Linked DNA regions of Mus musculus: all the other regions are linked to region 1. The links are chromatin contacts, called in public HiChIP or PLAC-seq and promoter capture Hi-C maps. All regions are on one chromosome and are shown on one strand. The core of a region is the stretch at or near the end of the contact, and the rest is flanking DNA. Distances in the headings are between cores, read along the strand shown.

Region 1 (4,764 bases), core at 1,242-3,741:
GCATTGATGAATTTTATCTCTCATAAATAGGAGCTCCTACCAAAGGGCAGGTTACTCAGCCCACATTCCAGACTCCACCCTATGGAGGCACCCTATGAGTGCCTCGGCCCTGCTGTTGTAGGATTTTTATGTAAAATCTGCTCCTCTCTGGGTTGCAGTTTCTCCGCCTTCCAGATGATGGCCTACTTGCCCTGAGGGGTTTGGGCTGGGGTTAGGGTAAATCTTCCTAGCAGAAGCCCACCCAGGTGGTGACCCAGGGTCCCTGCATCTGGTGGGAAAAAATAGTTGGCTCTCTCTAATTTCTAATAAAATATGTCCCCAGGCCTCAGTTTTGTGTCTAGTCAAAGACCTCCAAATAATGAAACCCTAGGTTCAGCCCACACTGGCTGGGAAAGGCAACACTGTATCAGGTATTGCCGGTAAACAAGGGGTGGTTAGGAGCTGCTAGCAGTCGGCAAGGACAGACGCCAGACCTAACAGTGGAAGTAGTGTTTAGAAGGTCATAGTCCTGTGACCACTCAGGAGAGGGGTGACAGGCTCTGGCACCTATAGCCTGCCAAGGGTTTTTCCCACACCCGCTCTTGACCCAGCTATGAGAGCCCTGGAATCCCACTTAGTGAGTTACAGGCAGAATTCTGAGGCGACTGGCTTGTTGGGGCCCATAGCTTGATCCAGGTTAGGGAGTCATTTCATGGCCTCTGTGGCAGGTACAACCAGACAGCTTAGTTGGATCCCTTCCATAGGTCCCACATGTGTATATAGTAGGCACCTCTGGGGCTAGTATGGTATCTAGGTATAGAATGACGATGCTAATCCCCAAATGTTGCTGGGAGGGACTAAATATCTAGGGAGGGGTGTGTCTGCCACTGTGTCATCACGGTGGGGGTGAGGACTGGTGTGTTCCAAGAACCTGTGTGTGCATGTCTTGGAGTCTAGCCATGAAGTTCCACCTGAGAACACATGCCAATAAGATGAGCCGAGCCAAGGGAGGCTGGGATACATGGGCTTGTTAAACAACTTGTTTCCCCAATACCCCAACACTGCTCCTGAGGTTCCCATGGGCCTTCAATTAAGGCAAAGTCAAAGAGGCTCTGGGGACCCAGAATGGAGAAGTGGGGGCACCCAAGAAAGGAAGGCAGGGTGCAGGGAACTGCCGAAGAGTCCGAAAATTCAGAGAATAAAAGAACATGGTAGGAACTACTAGGGAATACAGTCTTCTCAACAGCTCCATGAATGTCCTCTTCCTGGGACTCAGAGCTGCTTAGAGCAAGGGCATTTCAGCCTGGCCCCACCTTCCACCCTTCCTCACTTGGTACCATTCCCATGTCAGTTATAACAATTACTACTGGATCACAGATCTCCCTGGATTTGTCACACACACACACACACACACACACACACACACACACACACACACACACACCTCTCTTCTTGGGTTTTCCTGAATTCCTGACCGATCAGTGTTTGAAGGGGACGCTGAAAGCTAGGGTAAACAGGTGTTCCGAGTACACTCTACCGAAGCCAAGACTTTGTTTTATTAAAGCCCCACTTTCACCATGGTCCCATATTCCATGTCAACGGGAAACCTTGGAGAAGGCAGGCTGAAGTCTTTATCACACTGAGACATCAATCTGAGCTAAGAGACGGAGTGGGGTGCTCCTAAGGGGTGTTGTTTATTAGGCGCCGGCCTGGGAAGAGTCAAAGACCTCAGGCTGGCTTCCTAAGAACCTAATCGCTGACCTGGGACGGAGGAATGAACTTCTGAACACAGAGGGATCTAAGGGCTGGCTCAAGGTCACCGACAGGTACGGAGCCAGAAGGCTAGGTAAACTATGAGCTCAAATTGAGTCTAGACTTGTGAGCCCCGTCCTGGAGAACCTCTTACAGTTGGCGCTAGTGAAATCTCAGGAATGGGGGCTCCTCCCACCGTTCGCGGGCTCCGTTTCCCTATCCATACGAAGTGTGTGTGGGTATCCTAGGCACACCACTCGAAGTCCTTTAGCCCTCCATCACCTCCAGTCGGTCAAGCCCTCCCAAATCCCGCAGCTAACTCGAGGCCTGTGATCTTCCATATCTCCCGCATGGAGCCTAGGTAGGGAAAAAAACTGAGCTTACCCCTGTACGCAAAGGACCATGTCCCAGAGACAACGGCGGCTCGAGAGTCGGAGTTCGGCGGGATGGAAGGAGAAAGGAGCCAATGGGTGCCAGGGGTGCGAAGGTCAGGGTCCCGGGGCACACGGGCGGCGAGCAGGGACTGAAAGGCTGTGGTGCGAACAGCTTGGAAGGACGAGGGGGGACGGGCTGGGCCGGTGGGGCGGGGCCAGGCGCCTCCTAATCTTTTGTCCGCTGCGTCCCAGCCCTTCCCGGAAGCCTCATCTTCCTAGAACCGCGGGCTTTGCGGCGGCCCGGAGGGGAACGGGGGTGCAGGCGTCTAGTGCTTTGGACCGAGAAAGGAAACACCTTTGACAGATTTCCAAGAACTTTCCAGGAAAACTGGGCGGGAGCTCCTAGAGTTGACCAATCGTATCGCTGGACGTGAGACGAGCATCTAGACCGACCTATTGAAGTGCAGGGACCCTGAACTGACGTGCCCGAGTGGGGCGGGACCTAGAGACTAGTAGGCAAAAGACTGGGTTGGGGACAAGTTAAGAAGGAATGTGGATGCAACTGGAGACCAGATTGTCTTCCCTCTACTTCTTTGGGGATGGGTGCGCTTATCCCCCCCCCCCTAGAACTACAGCGCGGGGGCAGGGTCGGGCCGGTCCTCTTAGCCAGCCGCTTCTAGTTTATCGGACGTTGTCTCTGGCGGCCGTGGTCTCGCTTATTGCAGGACACTGTGTGAGAAGGTGGGTGGTGTGCTGTGAGATCTGGAGAAAGACTTAGGGAGAGGCCTGGAGCCCTGAAGAGGACGGAAGAACTAAGGAGGTCCACTGTGGCCACTACAGCTAAAAGAGTTCAGGTTACATCTAATCTTTTGTAATCAAATGATCTCATCCCTTCTTTGCCTAATCTCTGAGTGGACCGACAGTTGGGGAAATTACCCTCTTGAGTCAGTAAACAGAGATAGTCAGCTCCCAGACAGCCCTGTCGATGGCTTGTTTGTTTTTGTTTTAAAATTGAATTCAGACTACCTTGGAGCTCAGTTTGTAGACCAGGCTGGCCCCAAACTTCTGAGTACAGGTTTACAATGTGAACTTATAGGCTAAGTCACCATATCTGGTTTACCAAGGAGCTGTAGGGTCTATGTGATCTCCCTCCACATCCACGGTTCAGGATATGGGGAGATAAGATCTGGAGAACCAGTACACCCACTCCTTCCACACACGTCACACCACCCACGTTCCTCAGAAAGGGTAGCTATAAGATTCTTGGCAGCGATGACAGGCTTCTGGCAGTGTCTAGAATCTGAGTATAGTGACTGGGCTTTCCCCAGCCCAGGCTAGGCTCTGGGTGCCCCACCCAAGATAGAGAGCTAAAGATAAAACCCTGTGAAAAGGAAGGAGTTCTTAGGGAAGATAAGAGATTACTCCAAGGGACTCAGTTCCCCGTAGGTGCCCTGGAGGGGAAGTTAAGTGTAACCCAAGCAGGGCTCCCAGAATACAGCAAGAAGCCAGTTTCTTGGAATATGGGTAGGATGGAGTAGGAGTACTCTGAGAACATGGGATCCCTGTATGTATGCATACTAACTCTTCAGTAGAAACTGTCTGTTGCCGCTTTGCTATGAAGATACGGGGGATTTCACAGGTGTCATGCAACAGAGCTGTGGTTTTCTTTTTATTTACTTACCCTTTCCTTTCCTTTCCTTTCCTTTCCTTTCCTTTCCTTTCCTTTCCTTTCCTTTCCTTTCCTTTCCTTTCCTTTCCTTTCCTTTCCTTTCCTTTCCTTTCCTTTCCTTTCCTTTCCTTTCCTTTCCTTTCCTTTCCTTTCCTTTCCTTTTTTTCCGAGACAGGGTTTATTTATCTTTGTAGCCTTGGCTGTCCTGGAACTCACTATGTAGACCAGGCTGGCCTTGAACTCACAGAGATCTGCCTGCCTCTGCCTCCTGAGTGCTGGGATTAAAGATGTGTGCCACCACTGCCTGGCATGATTTTCTTTTTTAAATTGTGTGTGTGTGTGTGGTGTGTGTGGTGTGTGTGTGTGTGTGCGCGCACGTGTGTGTTTTCATGTGTTTGTAGCCACAGTATTCACACAGAGTCAGAGGATAACCTGAGGGAATTGAGGGAACCACTTCTCCCAGTCCACTCTGTGGGTCCCAGGGCCCAAAGTCAGGTTGTCAGGTTAGTGGCAAGCACCTTGATCTGTGGATCTCTTTCGCTGGACCCCAGAGCTGTGATTTTGAACTTGGATCTACCCCTTTCAAGTGGGCCTACTGAACACTTACCTTGTGCCAGACACTCAGCAAATCCTAGCTTCACCTTGCCCTCACAGCTACCACAGATAATGCTGCCTTGTACGTGAGGAAACTAAGACACGGCTTCCAGTGTGCCTTGGGGAGAGAAGTGTTTGGTTCTCCAGTAGTCTTTTGTGAAGTTGACAGTGTTAGACATCCCACCTACGACGTGCTGGGAACCATGATGTGCCCTGTTTTGCCCAAGCTACCTGCCCACTTGTTTCATTCAAGTTTTGTGAATGCCTCTGGCCATTTCCTTACTACTGGCTCTATTTCCTGACTACGCCCCTTGAATGGACCCCTCCCTGACTGCTGGGCCCACACTGCCACCCAGTGGCGATCCTTCCTAAGACCTCACTAGCCAACTAGAGAAT
Region 2 (4,764 bases), core at 1,474-3,973, 440 kb after region 1:
AAAATTAAGGTAATTTTCAACCTCTTGCAAACCACACTTACCTGGAGATTCTTGGTTTCTGAAGAAGAAAACAATTTGTATACATAGATTAAAAAGTCCCTCTATCAGTCCACCAGAGCAGATCCCAAATAATGAGAATTTATTGATTAGAGAATATAGCACATGTGCTTTTGAAATCAATACAGCTATCATGTGAACATAATAAATAACTGTCCATTTGGGGTTAGTGAACAGTCCACTGTATAATAGGAATATCAAGGCATCACAAGATTATTTGTGAAGGAAGACAAATTCTTATTAAATGTGGATCTCAAGGAAGAAAAATTAACACTTGACAATATTCCTTTCCTCAAAACAGCTTATAATTTAAAATAGGATGGAAGGAAATAAAGTGGTTAAGTAAGACACAAAATATAAGATACAGTGCTATAATAAATAAATACATACTTCATATCAAATACTGATTTCATTCCCCAAAGTGCAGACAAAGGCTGGCTCCAAGTGGCAGATGTCAGAAGTAAGGACCCATCCTATAAGGCAGAGAAGTTAAAAATCATTAGGATTTTAATTACATGTGCCTATAGGGGGCTAGAAAAATGTATTTACCACTAGGGGCCTAAAGCTGGTTCTTTTTTCATAATTTACTGACTGTGCATGTATGTATGGTATACAGGTATGGGGAAGTGTGGTAGGGTTAGGGTAGAAGACGACTTTGCAGAGTTAGTTTCTCCCTCTACCTTTACCTGGGTTCTTTGCAGAGAATGAACTGAGGCAGTCAGGATTTGCACAGTAAGCACCTCCCCCACTAACCCACCTTGATGGTCTGGGCTTTTTTGTTTTTCTTCTGTTGAAATAGGTCCTGTGTACTCGGGCTGGCAGAGAACTTTAACTCAAATTGGCTTTGAACTCCCAAAAGTCCTTCCTCTGTTCCCCATGTATCACCTCACATAGCTAAACCCCCCCTATCAAAAGATGGCCAAGTATCTCATTTTCCTTCTGAAATGAGTCAACATCAATTCTAGTTAACGACTCATCTAAAATAAAGTCCAATAAATGGTAAGACTCTTTTAACTCTAGTTCCCTTTGTTAATCCATCTTAAAATGAGAGCAGCCAGGAAGGAACCCTCACCCTTGACGGTTCAAGGTGTGTGATGGCTGAGTTGTGACAGTTATAGCTGGCCTCTTCCTGTCCACTAAACACATTGTAGAGCTTCAGCTGCCCTGTACAAGTGCCAAGCATCAGGAACCGCTCCCGGGCTGAGAATGCACAACAGGTGAAGCCACTTTCATCTTCATTAGCTTCCCGGAATACTGAAATCGGACGAAATCTAAACGAGGGGTTGGGGGAAGAGCATAAATCAGAATAAAGCATGTCCGGGAACTCTGAAACACAAAATTTTGCTAGATGGTATTTTGTTTCAAAATGTGAAGCCTTTCAAATAAAAAGTGGATTCTAAAGCATTAGAGTGACATTCAATAGTTTAAATTCTCAATGAAAAAAAGACTTGTGGAAAGTGTGTAGACCCATGATCTGTACCTATGATTTATAAAGAATCACACAGAAGGAAACATGGCTGGCACAAAAGGCAAGTTTGAGAAATGGCTAAAACAACCTACTGGTTGTGACGACAGCAAAGAGATCTTACTGCCGAGAATCTAAATAACCCATAACTGACTGATTAGTTCATACAGCACATAAAGGACACTCAGTTAATCTTCAGGCCAGCAAATGACTTTAACTAATGACTCAGGGATGATACTGACCAAACACTGATTTAAATAAAAGAATCATCCCAAGGAATTCCGGGAACCTCTCCTTACCTGCTAAAGATAAGGTGCCTATCAAAGCATCCGCCATCTACCCCTCCATATTTTGGAAATGATGCCCTGCGGTTTAGCCTTGAGGTAAAGTTTATTGGCGCTTGCCGCCTCTGTTTTGGTTCAGGACACTGATGAGGAGTAAAGAGAGAAAAAGGAGGACAGGTGGCAACGGGGTTCTTGCATCGAGCATGTTGCTCTCTAAGATACTCTGTGATGATACTGTCCAGCGTAGGTGGGGAAGGAAGATGTCTATCCAATTGTTTTTTTATGGCAGGGCTCTGGCTGTATGCACCATGGTCCGACTTCTGCCGCAACACTCGAATTTTCCTGCCATTGCACGGTGATGGCCTCTCTCTGATAAAACTGATCCTACCAATCAAAGGGGAATTGCCTGCATATGATGGGCCAGGCAAAGGCAATGAACCCTGGGGGGGCCGTGGTGGAGGATGGGCAGGGGGAGCAGAAGGGGCAGAAGCACCCACAGTAGCATGGCTGCCCAGTCGACTTGCAATGCCGTTGGCAATCCGAGGGGTCCGGGGAAGAGAGACAGGAGAAGCAGCAGCAGTCACTGGGGTGAAGGCAGAAGAATGTGAGGCAGCAGTCATGGGCAGGTCAGCCTCTCTCGTCAGCACAGTTGCTGTCTCTCCAAGCCCTTTAGAAATGAGATGGTTCCGTATCAACAGGAGCAGCTCTTTCTCAGGGAAGGAGATCCTCGACTGAGCAACAACATCTGCTTTCTGCAGTCGTGCGAGAGACACATCAGTGCCAATGAGAAGAGGCTTTCCTGATACACGCTCAATGAGCTCAGCAGCGTATTTGCAGAACTTGACATGGTCACTACGCTTATCCTGCAGCACAGGCTCTTTCATCAGCTGTTGAATCTGGCAGCTACTAAAAAGGGGAAGTTTACTGATGATCTGTCGAACAGTGCTACTTCGAGACAGGCCTACAAGGGCTTTGCAGGCCAGGGCCCGGATCTGGTCTGCGTCTGTAATGGGCATCTTGATGGACAACAGGGACAGAAGCACCTTGATGCCATTGTTGGACTGGACCACATTCCACATCTTGGCCAGAGTATGCTCACTACTCTTGGGAGTCTGAGACAGCTTTCTCCGAGGAGTTCCAGAAATAAATTTGCCAATACTGGATATTCGGTTATCTGGACCACATACACAATTGATGATAATTTGAAGTGCTGACTTCTGAATTTCAGCATCATGGATAAAGAACTCACCCTCAGCCACGCCCAAAATAATGCTGATACCTATAACATAGGAAAAATTACATTATTCCTCATAAAACTAATAGCTAGAAGACTCATGTCAAGATATTACAGGAACAGTTTATACATTTATCTTTAGTGTGCACTATTAACAACAGCCAAGTTATGGGATCAGTACAAGCATCCATCAACAGACAAATGGACAAACCTTATGCACAAAGAAATCTTACTCAGCAATAAAAAAAAATGAAATTATGTTATTTTACAAGAAAACAGACAGGGTGGGCAAAATGGCTTATTGGCTAAAAAGCTCTTGGCATCAAGCCTAAGAACTGACATTTGTGGACAGAACTTACTCCAGTAAGTTACCCTCTTTTCCTCCACACATACACCAGAGTGTGCAAGAACACACACAAAACAAATAATAAAATGTAAATAGGAAAAAAAGAAAATAGATGGATCTCAAGATATAAAATAACATAATTCACATATAAAATCTAGAATTAAAATGAAACAGAAGAAAAACTTACATATCTAGGATGTCAGTATTCAGAAAGCCAAGACAGGAAGATACTAACAATTTCAAGGCAAGCTTGGGCTAAAAGTAAACTCCAGGCCAGCATGGACTAGAATAAGAACATGTCTCAAAAACAACTCACCACTAGAAAAGGAATGGAACTAAAACAGAGCCTAAGAAAGAGAAAAATGGTGACCTTTGTGTTCTATTTTATTGGTTTCCTTTTTGTTTTGTTTTTTGAGACAGTCTCTCTCTTCACAGCACTAGCTGTCCTAAAACTCACTCTGTAGACCAGGCTGACCTCCAACTCAGAGATCCACCTGCCGCTGCCTCCCAAGTATTGGGATTAAAAGTATGCACTACCATACCTGGCAAAGGAAGACTCTTAAAAAGGGAAAAGACAGGGGCTGGAGAGATGGCTTATCGGTTAAGAGCACTGACTGCTCTACTAGAGGTCCTGAATTCAATTTCCAGCAACCACATGGTGTCTCACACCATCTGTAATGGGATCTGATGCCCTCTTCTGGAGTGTCTGAAGAGAACAACAATCCACATACATAAAACAAATAAATCTTTTTTTAAAAAAAAAGGAAAAGATGAGGGTGATGGGAGGAAGACAAACAAATAAAGTGTCCTGTCCTATATACAGAATCTGAGTTTAAATTCGTGTGTGTTGAAGAGGGACAAGAAGGTGGGAAGGAGGAAGTGGAAGGTACATGTGAGCTAGGTACCATTATTCTATAGAGTTTTAAGGGCCAAGGAGATGGCTCAGAGGGCAAAAAGGCTTGCTGTGTAATGTATAAGCCTGATGACTAAGTTTGATAACCAGAACCTATATTTTAAAAAAAAGAATAAAATGGATGTTGTACTAAAAGCACTTCCACAGGAAAACAAAGATGGGCAAACAGAGTGGTTAAAAATTCACAGAATCCACAGCAACAAGATAAAAAGGAAAGAGCTAACATCCAAAAGCTGTCTTCTGGTCTCTACATGTGCTTCATCTACAGGAACACGCACACATTACACTTCTTTAAACAAAAGTTAATGGCTGCTGGTTGGTAGTGGTACATGCCTTTCAGAGGCAGGGGCAGGTGGATCTCAGTGAATTCGAGGCCAGCCTGGTCTACAGAGCAAGTTCCAGGGCAGTCAGGGCTACACAGAGAAACCCTGTCTCAAAAAAAAAAAAAAAGTTATTGGTTGTCCC
Region 3 (4,764 bases), core at 833-3,332, 370 kb before region 1:
AACTGTGTAGAATGAGGTATGAGAAGAGCCTGCCCTACTGGAGGCTGGATAGGTAAAGGCTAAGGAAGAGGGAAGGGAATGGCACCAATGTGACCTTGGAAGGAGAATTGACTCTAAGCTCTATCCCACGTGTCCGGCAATCTTTTAGGCCTGTGTCTGAAATGTGGAAATCAGGGAATAGAGGCAAGGGCTGGCCTAGCGCCACAGATAATAAAGCTTTCTTTCTCCTGAAAAAGGTACCTCACCATGGAGGTTACAAGGACCTCTAGAAGAAGGTGCCTGGCCTCTCTTGGCGTCCTATCCAGGCTGTGCAGCTGATATAGGCTGGGCTGGGAGATTCTGCAGGTGGCGTGGCAAGGAAGGTCTCAGAGCTCTGTTTACCCTGGCAGGGGTCCAGGCCTAGCAACAACAAACAGTCACCCTTCCCCCAGCTTCAATGTGATTGGCCTTACCCAGGGACCCCTCATCACTAAGTCTCCAGGCCTCCCTCAGAAGCCCAGCACAGCCAGTCTCAGCCTGTTCCCTTTGGACTGAGGACACCAATGTCCATATGCTGAGTGACCTTGAGCCTAGTCAGGACCCTCAGGAACTGCCCGTGGGTGCCACTACCCCTTGACAAATAGCTCCTGTGAGTATCCAAGGTGATTCTGTCTCAGCCATTTTGTTCTCCCTGCTCCCCTCGGGGCTGGGATTGCAGGCATGTGCCACTCTACCTGTTTCTCATGCTGTTTTAGAGGTTGGGAGTCTAATGGCCCTTCACAATGTGGTAAGTAAGCTCTGGTCTGGCAATTATGTCAGCCTTGGGTAAGGATGCAAATCTTTCCTTCCTGTCATCTAGCTACCGGAAAGGTAGGCTTGGATGGCCTGTGTTCCTGGAGTTGTTGTCACCCCAGGGCCTGTTTCCTTAGGCCCTCAGCTCCCTGGCCCTCTTAGGCAGCATCTGGTCTTAGTTCATGGCTTTCACTTTACCCCACCCCCACCCCCTTCTCTCAGGCCAAAGGGCAAGACGACCATTTCTTTCTGATACAGAGGGAAACTGAGGCACGCTTGGGCTTGGCTGTGCTAGTGTTATGAGTCAGCAGGAAGGGAATCCAGGGCTTCGGGATTTGAGGAGTCCCGACTCCCAGCCTCAGGCAGGGAAGCATGAGACCCGGCCTCTGAAGGCATGCTTCACAGCGCCAGGAAGTAGATATGACATCAGGAGGTAGATATGACAAGAGAAGTCCAGCTTGGAGAGGAACAGCAGAGGCCATGGAATTAATCGGATCAGAGCCAGTGGCTGAGAAAAGAGAGGCACAGCTGTTGTCCCGGCCCCTTTAGCCTGAAAGGTCAACGCCTCCCCTAGCTCCCTACCCTCTGCCACCTGCCTCTGAGCACCGGAGCTGTAGGTGGGAATCAGGTAGAGGTGGCACTGACTACCAGCCAAGAAAGAGCCCTCCCTAAAATCTCTTTCTCACAAGTCCTGCCCCCGTTTCTGATGGGCAGGCTGACAGCAGTCACTCACTCGTAGAGTAGAGAGCATAGCGGTGCAAGGCTTGAAAAGACACAGTGCGATCTCCCCTTGTTTTCGCTGTCCTAGACCGTATTTGCTTCAGCCTCTAGGGTACTATCTCAGGGGAAGAAAAAAACTGATTGAGATAGCCCCTCCATCCACCCCTGCTAAGCAAAGGCGGTCGACCCAGGCAAGGTAGAAAAGGCGTAAGTCTGAAAGCCGTCCGTTCCAAGCCCCTCACTGAAGTTAAGCCTTCGGTATTCCTATTTCTTCTGGTTGAAGATCTCTTCGGGGATTTAGAGAAATGTAGGCAGAATGTTTCAGGGGTTCAGGGCAGTCACTGTCCTCACAAAGATCTCTGCTTTGACCTGAACCATCGCCCCGATCCTTCAAGGCTCTAGCGACCCCTCCCCAATCAGGCTCTCCCACCTATAGGCTTCGAGGTCACCAAGGGCACCGACTACCCCTTTGAGACAAGTCGGCCAGGCCCCCGCTCCTCCCCGGACCAGCCCCTCCTCCCTCGGGCAGCCTGGGATTGGCGGGCCGGGGGCGGGCCAGGGGCGGGGCCGGGCACCCTTCATCCCCTGCTGCTGCAGTTGCCGCTGCAGCCCTGCGCTCAGCCTGGAGCAGAGCGGATCTCACCCTCTGGAACGGAGTGTGCTGAACGTGCCCACCACGAGGCCAGGTACGGCCGGGGGATATAGAGCCACCAGCACAGGGGCGCTGGGCAGAAGGAGCCCACAATACCTCCCCCAGTGCATAGTCGGCTCTGGGAAGCTCTCCTTGTACCCCGAGACCCGGGCAGGCGTCTCAGCTTTCCGAGAGTCAGAATCTTGCGAGCTCCAGAGCACAGGTTTGTGAGCTTGCGGGTAGGCACCAGCTCCAAGCTTGCGCCAGGGTGCGGGGAGGGGCACCTCGTTGATTCCGCTTCTTGGTAGAGCCAAGCAGAACAGAAGGGGACAGCAGCCCGGGGTTAGATCCACAGAACACCTAGTTTGAAGCTCAGGAAACAGTGGACCGACTTCCTGAGTCAGGACCCGCGGGCACCAGCTAAAGAATGGCCGGGAGTAGACCCTGGAGCGCTGCCCCGACGGGCGCCTGAGAGGCAGATCCGCCGGTTGGCACGCCGGCGATCCGGGTATATTTATCCCGCTCTCTGGGCAGTTTGAGGGCAGATCGGGCCGGGACGCCTGAGGGGCCACGGGGTACATGCTGGCCCCAGAACCAGTGCCATTTGCAGTGAGGCCAGCGGGCACTGCCTGCTCTGGGTTTTTGTGACACTTAGGCTTGAGGGCGGGGTGCAATGGGCGCTCCTGTCCACCTGTGGACCTGGCTGGCCGAGGTGTGAGAACTAGCCAGGGCGCAGGACTCAGTTTTCATGAATGCGTGCCGTTTGTTTACACTAGAGAAGGGGGCCAAGGATGGAGCACGTGAGAACTGCGCCCCAAGCGCAGCTCCCCCTCGTCACGTGACCTGAGACCTGAATCCAGGTCTTCTTTCTCCTGTGTGCGGAGGGAGGGGGCTCTTGCACCCTGAGGAGTAACCACGAAGGACATCTCCATGGCACTTTAGCCCACCAGTCCTGTTCTTCCCCCTTTGCTTTCTCCACGTCCCGCCATTACATTGTCCCCTAAAAGAGACCCCTGGCACACAATCTGGGGTAGGGGCTTATTTTCCAGAAAAGAGGTCAGTCCCTTGGATGATTCGTTGTGTGATAGGGTGTTAGAAAGCTAGATAAATCCAAGGATCGTTCGATTTGGAAATAGGGAACATCTGCACAGCTGTGGAAACCTCCCCTAAGAAGCCCCATGATGGGAGAGATCAGGAGTGCATGAGGCCATGCCCGGCACTTTGGAGAGGCTGGGATGGCAGAACCAGGAATGCAAGCTCTGATTTCTTGGGTTTGAGCATGAGACTGTGTCTCTAGGAAAGATGAGAACGGTGTGCCTCAGAGCTTCGTTCACCCTGGGTCTGGGGATCCCATCTCTTCACTGCCTCTCAAATCATCCTTCTGAGTGTGGTCTTATCCCAGGCTTGCTGTATCCCACAGTCCAAGGCTCCAGAAAGCCAGGCCCCAAGACTTGCTTATCCCTGTACTTGAGTCAGGGGCCATGGCCCCCCTCCGACCACAAATGGAGAAACAGGCCCAACGAAGGCAGGTAGATCATGAACTCCAGGCTGAACCAGGAAAAGATCAGAAGCTGAATGAAGCACACCCTGGGAGTCTGCGCTGGGTGTGAGTGGAAGCAGAAAGACTGAGGGCAAAGCATGTTTGCAAGGCAGTGCCTGCGAGAGACTAAATGCAGTTTAGGCATTTGTGTGCCCAGCAAGCTGAAATGTGATGTTTGTGCTGTCGTCGTCGTTGTAGGAAGGGGCCCCGTGGGAAGAGTTCTATTGTAGATATCACAAGGAACTGGGTCCCACAGAGTAGGTAAGTTAGTCTAAGAACTTTGAATGCATTCCATTCATTCAGTATGATTATTGAGTACCTACTATGTGTCTTGCACACAGTGTGACCGGTGAAAGCATACTGAAGAGGTGGGCCTTTGACTTTGGATGGGAAGACAGACACAGGAGGCTAGGGTGGGACCTCTAGAGGACCAGGCAGCACTTCTGGGGGCCAACGGGAAGGACCAGCTGCTGGGGCAGGAGGGGCTTTCCTGCCAGTGGCCCAGGGTTGCTTGGCTTTGAATTTCCGCTCTGCGGGCCACGTCCTGTACACAGCCCCTCAGCCAGCACGTCTGCACCTGTGTGTGACCACTGACAATAGGAGCCGCTCCAGCTGACCATCGCCTCTGCTTGTCTTTTCCTCTGTTCAGGTAAATAAGTCTTGAGGTCTCTGAACTTCCTAGTAGAGCCTGGCCTTATGACCTTCCTGGTCTTGGCTCCACTGGATGTGACATGGCATCGGGCTGGTGGGATAGGACTTGAATTTGTGGAGACCGGAAGATGCAGTGGTGGCCTTATGGAGTCCTCCCTGGGTTCTGCCTAGGGACTCCATGGTACATACTACGGAGCCTGACACACACCTGCCTCATACCCTATGCATGGCCATTTTGTCTCCTTCTCCCTCCTTGCTCCTTCTAGGACTCTCTGTCTTTGTTGGGGCCCCGAGGTTGTTTGATTGTTTGTTTTGGTTTTGTGGGATTTTTTTTTTTTTTGGTTATTTCACGGCAGGGTTTTTTCTGTATCCTGTCTGTCCTGGAACTTGTTTGGCAAACCAGGCTGGCCTTGAGCTCACAGAAATCCATCTGCTTTTGTCTCCCAAGTGC

Evidence for each region. Promoter capture Hi-C pulls out the DNA fragments that hold promoters and counts their contacts. HiChIP or PLAC-seq counts read pairs in DNA pulled down with a chosen protein or histone mark.
Region 2: a contact with region 1 is called in an H3K4me3 HiChIP or PLAC-seq map of bone marrow-derived macrophages, with 2.8 times the contacts expected there. The contact joins the enhancer-like site here to the promoter of Cish in region 1. A contact is called at or near these places in 14 of 39 promoter capture datasets (the 3T3-L1 cell line, the C10 cell line, the HPC-7 cell line and 9 more), 1 of 15 datasets of contacts at CTCF or cohesin (large pre-B cells), 5 of 484 Hi-C or Micro-C datasets (cortical neurons, differentiating embryonic stem cells, embryonic stem cells and 1 more), 15 of 115 datasets of contacts at active chromatin or transcription factors (the 230-238 cell line, acute myeloid leukemia, astrocytes and 10 more) and 1 of 9 other capture datasets (adipose tissue).
Region 3: a promoter capture Hi-C map of embryonic stem cells shows a contact between it and region 1, with 2.1 times the contacts expected there. The contact joins the promoter of Slc38a3 here to the promoter of Cish in region 1. A contact is called at or near these places in 2 of 39 promoter capture datasets (embryonic stem cells and liver) and 2 of 9 other capture datasets (adipose tissue and embryonic stem cells).

The regions. Positions count from the first base shown.
Region 1 is chr9:107,294,386-107,299,149 of GRCm38.p6, reverse strand. Cish (cytokine inducible SH2-containing protein) reads right to left here and starts at 2,491. Exons shown (of 3, transcript NM_009895.4): 1 at 2,116-2,491. The coding sequence starts at 2,135.
Region 2 is chr9:106,856,145-106,860,908 of GRCm38.p6, reverse strand. Dcaf1 (DDB1 and CUL4 associated factor 1) reads right to left here. Exons shown (of 24, transcript NM_001373930.1): 14 at 1,822-3,085; 15 at 1,130-1,328; 16 at 448-530. Among named protein-coding and RNA genes, the nearest start is that of Rbm15b, 29 kb to the left of the region's middle. Within about 2 kb of position 2,723, at least 13 of the 459 cell types and tissues checked have an H3K27ac peak or open chromatin away from gene starts, as enhancers often do. A contact at or near this core is called in bone marrow-derived macrophages, where this site is marked.
Region 3 is chr9:107,664,717-107,669,480 of GRCm38.p6, reverse strand. It overlaps Slc38a3 (solute carrier family 38, member 3), which reads left to right and starts at 2,082. Exons shown (of 16, transcript NM_001199217.1): 1 at 2,082-2,177.